2 separate regions of the Mus musculus genome follow, and region 2 is linked to region 1. Evidence: chromatin contacts called from public HiChIP or PLAC-seq data. All regions are on one chromosome and are shown on one strand. Each heading gives the region's core, a stretch centred on a gene start, on an enhancer-like site or on the middle of the called end of the contact. The rest is flanking DNA. Distances are from core to core; before and after follow the strand shown.

The links. HiChIP or PLAC-seq counts read pairs in DNA pulled down with a chosen protein or histone mark.
Region 2: a CTCF HiChIP or PLAC-seq map of the NIH/3T3 cell line shows a contact between it and region 1, with 5 read pairs. The contact joins two enhancer-like sites.

The regions. Positions count from the first base shown.
Region 1 is chr3:9,748,658-9,753,598 of GRCm38.p6, reverse strand. It overlaps Pag1 (phosphoprotein associated with glycosphingolipid microdomains 1), which reads left to right. Exons shown (of 9, transcript NM_001195031.1): 3 at 1,113-1,186. Among named protein-coding and RNA genes, the nearest start is that of Pag1, 83 kb to the left of the region's middle. Within about 2 kb of position 2,293, at least 156 of the 459 cell types and tissues checked have an H3K27ac peak or open chromatin away from gene starts, as enhancers often do. A contact at or near this core is called in the NIH/3T3 cell line, where this site is marked.
Region 2 is chr3:10,123,241-10,128,181 of GRCm38.p6, reverse strand. No RefSeq gene overlaps it. Among named protein-coding and RNA genes, the nearest start is that of Pmp2, 58 kb to the left of the region's middle. Within about 2 kb of position 2,006, at least 79 of the 459 cell types and tissues checked have an H3K27ac peak or open chromatin away from gene starts, as enhancers often do. A contact at or near this core is called in the NIH/3T3 cell line, where this site is marked.

The DNA of each region.
Region 1 (4,941 bases), core at 1,044-3,543:
AAATATGCATCTAGGTGGCCCATGTTCTGCTCACAATTGAACGTTAAAAAACAAAACATAATAGAATTTGTACCTCAGTCTGCTAAAATAATTGAGAAGTCCTGGTCTTAGTCAGCAGCTATAATTCACTATTCATATTCACTAGAATATGAATAAACTCATCGCTCACTCCATTCCTCTTCCCCCATCACCGCCTCCATCATGGTGTAAGTCCACCTGCCTCTGCCTCCCAGGTGCTGGGATTAAATGCCACCACCACCCGGAGAGGCAGGGTCTCACTAAGAGTGCTTGTTGCTCTTCTAGAGGACTGAGTCTGGTGCCTCAAACTTCCTGTAACTTCAGCTCCAGAGGCTCTGAGACGGCTCCCAGCCTCCACTGGCACCCACACAGATGACCTGTGGACGCACATGCACACACGCACTCACACACATATAAATCATTTTTAAGTACACTAAATATTCAGTATAGATGACATTTGTTGTAGAATGTAAACTGGGGTGGAGAGGAATCATGCAAGATGGGAGAAGGGTTGGGCCAGTGGCCGGATGTGGGAGCTGATGAGTCGGCAATGAGGGGCTTGCCTTCCTACAGTTGCCTCTCTCATTTCCACAGTGGGGTGAAGATGGAACGAGCACAGGCTATATCCGCATGCCCGTGGCTCCTGACAGTCACACAGCCTCCTTTCTATGGGAAAGAGTCAACTGAGTCATGGCTTACCACGCCAAAAGCAGGAATGTTCTTTTCATATAAATTCTGAGTTTTTATCTCAAATGTAGGTAGCACTTACTTGATTTTAATTGTAATATGGTAATTTACAGATTTATCTGTCACAAACTAGAAAGACTTTGAGGAAAAAAAAGTCAATTGCTTTATATTTGATCCAATGATAACATGGCTGTTACTTCAGGGGGAAAAGCCTTGTATGTTTTGAGTACCGCCAGCACTTTCACTGGTTTAGAAGTTAAAACTACGGCCTCTTTGAAGAGGAATGTGGAGCTCAGGGTCTGATCCGCAGGCCAGCGTTTTCTACAGCAAGCTGGCAGGCGTCTTTCACAGCCTGTCCACATGCCTTCCCTGCCCCCCAGACATTCTTTCTTTCTTTTTGGTTACAGGCCAAGAAGGAAGAGAGAACCCCAGCATACTGACACGTGAACGAAACCCTCTTCTGGACAACCGTTTCTCCAAGGTAATTGTGGCCGTCATAGGAAGAAGGGAGGGAACACATGCCTTGCAGTTTCAGACGACAGTGGGAGCATGGAGAGTTGATGGTCTGTCTGCTGCAGACTAGGGCTGAGTGAAAGGGGGAGAGAGAAGAAAGGGAGGCTGGTGCTTCCGTCTGCAGCCTCACTAAAAGTATCAGCAGAAGAAGACCATCCCGCCCTGGGAGGTCATGGGACTGGGCAGCAAGTGTGTGGGAAAAGAGGGAGCGGGGAGAGTCCTAGTGTTTAGACTGAAAATTGCATTCATTCCTTTATGATGAAATAGTGGAGGGATTCTAACTAGAGGTCAAATAAAGTATCCATTCTGTATGTGTCATGCAGGTGATCCTGGACCAATGCTTTGTACCAACTAAGACTTAACAAATAAGAAAAGAATTTAAGAAATCTCTGCGTGGGGGGGGGGGTCCCTGAAAATGCACACCAAGTTAGCCTTTCAGTGGTTCATACAAAATGCTTTATAAATGTCTCATTTTAGAAGATAATGTCCTTAATACCACTTCTAAAGAGGAGCTGAGGGGGAGACACAGGCAGACCTCAGATCCTAGTGGAGTGGGCCACCCTCACCTTGCACATCCACAGGAATAGCTCCAGGCTCTCCCTTTGTGAATCATATTCTTAGTAGGCACCAAGGCTTACAGGCAGCAGTAGAGCCCATTGTCAGCTTCAGCACTCGTGACTCGCCTCCTAGGCCCTGAACACAAACTGCTCTATCATTTCTATGAAATTCCTCTTTTGCTGTTTAGTTTTTAGCATAGGGCTATTTTCACTAGGCTGAGATTTTTATCTGATAAAGCGCTTCCTTTTTCCTTACAAAGTGTCTGTGTACTCACATCCGCAGGGATGAAACAATACACAACTAGATTTGAAATCTTCTTGTCTGCTTTCTCTGATTAGAAGATCATATATGGCTGGCATTATTCCACCCTTGGTGTTGTGGAAAGCAGTTTCAGATGGAAGGGGAGAGCCAGCTTCTGGCCTCCCCCTCCCTGGCAGTTCTCAGAAGGGTTGGGGGAAGTGTAGGCTGTAAGTTGGAAGAGAATTTTGTGATACTATTCATTCTCGGCTCTGACAGAGAGGACATTGTTTGCTCACTGTAATAGTCTTGGCAGGGATCTCTGCTGTGCATACAGAATGCGAGCAGAGCAGTGGGAACCGCTGAATTCTAAGAAACACATCAGCTTGGGGATTTTTTTTAAATACATTTTAATAGCTTCTCATTACCAAGATGCAAGTTATAATTTAGGAAAACATTTTCCTTGGTTCCTTTCTTCACACTGCATTATGCATGTATTACATAAAAGGTCCTTATGAGAGTAGGGTGCCCATCTAAGCTGTGGCATCAAGCATTTCAATCCTAGAAATTCAGAAAGACATCCTGCGCGCTGCAGACAGCCTCGAGGCTTGCTCCTTGTACATCAGCACTCCTATCAGTGCCAGCAGTGTTAGCTTGGAGCTCCTGGGAACAATTATGTGCAGACAGTAATCAGTGTATGGCAGGGACACGGTGAGAGTACCACCCGCGGTGTGACACACAGAGAACGTGCATAACTTTTAAAGACCCCAACTTCAGAAGGAGTTTCTGCAATCTGGATTGTGTGAAAGGAGGACAGGAGCTAGAGCTCAGCGGCAGCAATGTGCCTGGTGTGCTGAGAGTCTGCATTGCATCCTGACTATTACAAACCACGGTAATAATGATGGTGATGGGTGAGCATAGGCAGGACATAGAGGAGTACATTGATATGACAGTGTTTGGGACTGAATAACAGATACCAATAAAAATAACTAAGCTCTTCAACCTTCTCCACCTCCTTTTTTTATTCCAATGGATGCATTTTAGATAACCTGTTTTTAATATAAAATTTTTATATAAATATACAGGATTGCTGAGGGTGTGGGGTAGAATATGGCATTGTATGGAGGCATACGAGAGACGCAGGGCCAGCCACTCCTGCCTGTGTCTGGCGGTCTGTGGAGGTGTTGCTTGTGTGGCAAGGATACCTTCAGAGGACCTGCTGGCCTATCATTGTTTCTCTTGAGGCTCCTAGAACCACTGAGACTCCAGGCCTGAGCAGTGTCACTGTCCTTGGCTCCTGGCTTTTCACACCTGTGAGCACAGCTCATCATAAAAGGGACAGGGATAGGAAGGAGCTCACAGGCAGCTAGATCCTTTTAGCTGCAGCTGACCTGAAGGGAAGAGAAGAAGGGTGTTGTGTGAACATTGGGGCAAGGCATCCTTACCCACTGTGAAGAGAAATGGTTATGACAGAAACCACCCCAAAGGCTGCATGGTGTTTTCTTGTTTGACAGATAATTTATGGCTCCTGGGAAGGGCGGGATAATCTGCATAGCTACCCTGGTGTGATGGTGAGGATGCCCATTTAACTGGGGATTCAGCAGTTCAGAGTCCATAAGGACCTGAGAGGCAAGAGCAGAGTCAGCGCTGGCGTCCAGCAGCTGTGGGATCTGGCTTAGTGTGTGTGTAACTGACCATCATCGGGGCCCCTGGACCGGACCAGAGCCCGCTGAGCGGGATCTGTGAACAACCTGTAAACAGTCACCTCCACGGAGGCGTACACCGTATGGTCCATCATCGTGTTTGGAAGCATGGCCTTTGTCTGATTGTGCTTACGTCTGTAGAAAAATAATTTATAGTCTTCTTCTGTCTACAGTGGGCACATGATCATTAAAAAACAAAATTCCAACATTTCCGTCACGACCCTCATGGTACACTGTACCACAGGTGACTGCACAGGATTCCCAACAGGCCCAGTGCCCTCACTGGGAGACTGGGCTCCTTACTACATTGTGACTTACCACCTTCAAGAGCACCGCAGCTGACACTGATGTGTCAGCCGATAACATGTGGCCATTTCCGTTCCTCACCTGATTCCTGGGGTCTCATCTTAACCCAGACCCTCCCAAGGTGTGTTCAAAGGAGTCTTTTTTTTCTCCTTAAAATGTTTTATTATTTGAATTTTCTATTGTATATTAAATATCCTAATCATATTAAGTATTTTAAGAATTGAATAATGCATCAAGATATTTCATTCAACTTTTCATATTCTTTAGTACCCTAAAAATATCGTTAAATCATATTGAATAATGCCCATACTCTGGATCCTACTTCTAATGCTTGATACTAAATTATGTTTCAGAACATTTAAAATAACCTTTGGAAATTAAACATAGTAGAAGAACATAAAATGTTAGAGAATCATTAAGTAATATATTAAAAACCATTATACAATACCACCTAACATAGAGTGAGAGTATTCAAAATGTGTTATATGTCTGTATAAATTGTCTAATAGCTTACTTTAAAAGATTATCCATGTTTCTATGAGAGAATTTATGTAATCAGTAAGAAAATTTTAAAAATATCAAAATAGGAAAAACCCTTTGAAATCAAATATTACAAAAATGTTCATTTTGTTATTATTAATGTCCAGCCTTAGTAAAAAGAGCAAACATGGGCTGGTCAGTGGTCACCAGAACAAATTTAGCACAGGACTGCCCTGTGTGACCTCTGCGAGAGGATGCCCATAACCCTGTAGAGACTTGATAGTCCAGAGAGGAGGGATGCCGGGGGCGGGAAGGAGGTGTAGAGTCTGTAGAGATGCGGGTGGGGATGAGACAGTGAGAGTATGGGAGAGCACACTCTCAGAGGACAAATAGGGGGGGTATGCGGTGAGGGACTCTGGGGTGGGGGACCAGAAAGGCG
Region 2 (4,941 bases), core at 757-3,256, 370 kb before region 1:
TTGTTGATTTATTTAGGGAGAGTTGCAATGACATACACATGTAGAGATCAGAGGACAACTTTCAGAAGCCGGTTCTCTCCTCACACTGTGTATGTCTTGAGATGAAACTCAGGTGATTAGCTTGGTGGCAATTGACATTACCTGTTGAGCCACCTTTCTTTCTTTCACCATGTTGTGCATTAAGGTATGACTAGCAGAGGCCAGACCTCCTTCTCTGTGTTCCCCTGGATCTCTATACTGTGGAAATTTCCAGTACTGGAGTTTGATCATATTCAGAACCTGACTCAGTGCTTGACAGACAGCAGGAATCAGGGAGATGATTTGCTTTGGTCATGTTTCCTGAAGCCTCATCACTTGTTGAGTTCTTTTTTCAGTGTTGGCAATGCATTAGTAGGGAGGAGGCATTAGACCAGACATCACCTGAGCAGAGTTTCCAGTTTATGGGAATTGCAACAGACAACTACAAATAACATCAGTGCACCCAGTGACCTTCAACATCGATGAGTTTTCACGTGACCATCTGGGTTCTTCCAGGTACAGCAGGGTTTGCAGTTGCATTGTTAGGCAAGCTCAACAGGCCTGGAAATGAGGGTAACATTTGTCTGCTTAGAAAAGAGGGAAGTAGGGCAACTGTTAGTGGCACTCTGGTTAATGGAATTGATGCTGAGATTTTTCCATAACACCGTCCCTTAGGAAGCACACATTGCAGACTGCTTGCTAATTCTTATTGTCATAGCGTGGCTCCTTAATTCACAGGGCTAATTTGCCTTTAGCATTTGTCTTACCTGAAAGCACCACAATGTGATTGCTAAAACACTCCGGTTAAAAGGACCGAGACAAATCATGACAGCAGATGGTGGTTTGTGTACCCCAAACTGTGATCAGGATTAGAATCACACCAAACAGCCTACCGACGTTCCCAGGCGTGACTGGACATCTCAAGCAACTCTTTTTCTATAACCTCCTCTCACACAAATCGGAAGGCTCTGGAACACGACAGGCTTGTCTGTTTTTCATGACTGTTAATGAGAACTCAGAATTGAGAGCTAGCCAGGAGCTCTTTGCAGTTCTTTCCTGGTCTCCATGGTGTCTCCCATTTGATCCGATCCCCTCCTGGCATGATGAAGAGCGTTGGCAGCAGTTCCAGTCTAATGTTCCTGTTAAGGCTTTCCCAAAAATACAACACTCCGTCCTCTGGCATCCTCTGCCCTCCTTTTCACTGCATAATCGGGGTTTCTTTGCTGTAGACACCGTTTCTTTGGACACAAGAGGTCTTAAAAAACTATGTGTTATAGTGAAAGTAATGGAGAATAAAGTTAAATATTGTAATAATTCATGAGATTTACATGCATCTGGGTTCTTCCAGGCACATCTGGGTTTTCAGTTGCATTGTTAGGCAAGCTGAGCAGGACTGAAAGAACAAAGCTGGAGATGTGACTTCAATAGTTGGAGGGTGCTACCATCTTTAAGCCATGGCAGGAGTTGTACTCAGATCCTTCGCCTAGCCAGTCTGTGAAGACCATTGCCATCCCCACTGTGAGCAGAAAAGAGAGAGAGAGTCAGACACCATGAAAGTTGCTCAAGATTAAAGAATGGAACAGAGACCGAGATATGGTTCCAGATGACACTTTTATTAATTCTAGACTATTTCAGAATATACAATGCCTTGATTGTGGGTGACATTTGTATTCATCTGCCATGCTGGCTAATAGACCTCTTTACCAAAGCCTTGACTTTAGTCTTTGTCCTTCCATGTCTGTTCTACAATTTTGCTTCTTAACAGTTACTGGGCAGTGTGACAGGTCACCCTATTTGTTGTCATCTTCTGTGTCTCTTTCTGGGTTCATCTGGAGGACAGACTGCATGAGAGAACTCAGGCAGAGGATCCAGCTCCTCCATCATTCACTTTACAGGCGTCTTGTCTGAGAAGAATAGTACAGTGCAGATGTGTGACTTAACACACTAAGAGGATGTGCTGCCAAGAACTCATCATTAAAATGGAATTCCAGCTATCAAGAAAATCCTGGACAAATGACCACAAAATATTTCCACTATGGGCATTTCTGGAACACTAATTATACATGACAAAGGCTGACCAGGGCCAAGCAGTCTACAAACATCTCGTTTCATTCCTGTAAGACTTATAGATCTAGATTTTATTTTCCTGTTTTATGAATTTAAAAAAGAAAGAAGTGGCTTTAAAGAGGATCATCAATTTACCTGAAGGTCTCAGGCCAGAAGTATCAGCACCAGATTTAGAGATAGGTCTATGTATTTATAAAAATGTATTGTTATTATCTTTTCAAAATTATAATTCCATACCTATGGAGTATTTTATAAAATAGACATATTCTGTATGGAGCAATTGATAAAATTGCCTTACCCATCCTCTTAAATATTTATCATTTATTTCTTCTTTTGCAAACAATATTCCCCCACCTCAGCCTTTGCAACAACATTCTATTGGGTGTTTCTCCAAGTTCAACTGGATCAGATTCCAGAAATAAGTCAGACTCATTTTTTGTTCTTTCTCCCTGACTTCTTTCACTTAGAGTCACCTAAGTTTATGAATATTATTGCAAATGACAGGATTTCATTCTTTTTAAAGGCTGAATCATTTTCCCTTGTATAACCACAGCACTATCCGTGGGTTTGCTCTGACAGCACTCATGTGGAATCCAATGGGCTCATGTTCTTTCTGCCTCATGTTTCACTAGTGTCAGAGCAGCATGAGAGGCACACGCCACGTGTGTACATGAATGTTATCTGTTATGTGTTATATTCACAGAAAACAAAACTGATCATTCAAAACTCTGCTAGAGGCCAGGCAAGGGGCTGAGGAATATGATACTCTCAGCTTCGTCATCTTATTCCTCAGTATTTTATTTAAGGAACTCATCCCTGTTCACCCCTACAATTTAGGGAGAAAATTTCATATCTACATTCTTTATGGAAGTTGTCTTTTTCCATAATATTTTTATTGAGAATTTCACATTACGAACCCAGATTAAACTTGTGTTCTAGTCCTCCTAAGCCTGCCCCTGCCTTTGTGATCCCCCATAAAAAAGAAAGAAGGAGGAGGGAGAAGAAGAGAAGAAGGAGGAGGGGGAGAGGAAAACAAGTCCAGATGGTGTTGCCCATCTATTCACAGAAGCATAGCCAATTTCCCAGTGGCCAGCCCCTTTAAAACAAAACAACCTGAGTCTGTCCTAGCTGCAGCCCCATCAGAAACCATCAGTTCTGGAGAGCTATACTTCAGCATCCTTATCACAATTTTTAAGAGTTCTCTTTGATGACTTTCTGTCTAGACTGTTACTGTTTTTGAGTAGTGGGATAGCATGGAGGTTGGAATTGTCACATGTCCCTTCTATGCCCCTCTTTCTCAACTATGAGTCTCTAGTCATCAATGCCATGTCAAAAAGGACTCCCTTGCCCTTTAGGAACAGGGACCGTGGACTTCCACATGGTTTCCTGTAGCAGCATAAGACATGAACCTCAGCATGGTCTCCAATGGCAGAACAGACCATAGACAGGCCATGGACACCACCATAGCCCTCAGTTGCCACAAAGGCCAAAGACATCCACATGCCCCACCAGCAGTAGTATGACCCACAGACATCAATATGGCTTCAGGTAGCAACACTTGGCCCCAGCCTATTAAAGGACCCTGGATATTGATGTAAACCTCAGGCTTCCATATGGCCTGGGGCAGCAGGCCACAGATACTTAAGTGGCCTCCTGGGGCAGCATGGATCATAGGGGTCCAATTCAGAAAAGGAACCTTTCTTTATCTCCGATGTCTTGTTATTGCCCAGAACTAGGGAGATCAGGGCAGTGTGTTTAAGGGCGGAGTCTGCACAAGCTCCAGGCTGTAAAGCACTCTATCAGCCCTGCTCAGCAACAACACATTCCTGGCATGCATTGCACCTCTCTCACACCTGTCACTGTGCTGAGTCTCCATCACCTCTCCCCTTCAGGCACTCTCCACTCTATTCCTCTACTGTTCCCACCTATCCATCACATATTAGTTTGATGTCATGGCATTGGACAGTGCAATGTGACACATAGGTTTGTTTGTTTGTGTTTTGGTTTGGTTTCCCAATGAGCTTTAAATGCACATATTTTTTGCAACTAGTCGTTGGTCTGGTTCAAGGTTTCTGGTTTCTGAAGCACCACGAATCCAGAACCATTGCTGAAACTCATCTCAGATATCCTGCTGTTGCCTAGAGTCAGGGAGATGGCTAGGTAAGGCATTGTGGGGGTGGGGGGAGGTAGCAAATTCTGTTCAATATCCTGGCTGCCAGGAAGCTTGCAAAGCTTGACCTTTGTACTTATAGGCTCTCAGAAGTGTGGTTGGCTTGAGCTGTCTCTCAGCAGGTCAATCAGCACAGATTGCCTTCACAGTGTTCTATGCTGTTCTATTGGTGCCAGCCAATGGTTCTAGGGCTGGCCCTATTCAGTAACAACTTGTTCTTCCAGAGGTTGGGGCCACTGGGCATCTTCTTGTCCTTGGTTCTGGCTTCACCACAGCTTACTGGATACAGTCTTTGTGTTTTCAGCCTGCTGGCTGAGACAGAGAGGACAAGGGTATAGATTCTTCATTCTCTCATGCATGGCTCTGTTCAGCCATCTCTTTCCAATTTTGTGAGTGCACTTTTTTAAAAATAATTTTTATTATTACGTATTTTCCTCAATTACATTTAGAATGCTATCCCAAAAATCCCTCATACCCTCCCCCCCACTTCCCTACCCACCCATTCCCATTTTTTGGCCCTGGCATTCCCCTGTACTGGGGCATATAAAGTTTGCCTGTCCAATGGCCGACTAGGCCATCTTTTGATACATATGCAGCTAGAGTCAAGAGCTCCGGGGTACTGGTTAGTTCATAATGTTGTTGCACCTACAGGGTTGCAGATCTCTTTAGCTCCTTGGATACTTTCT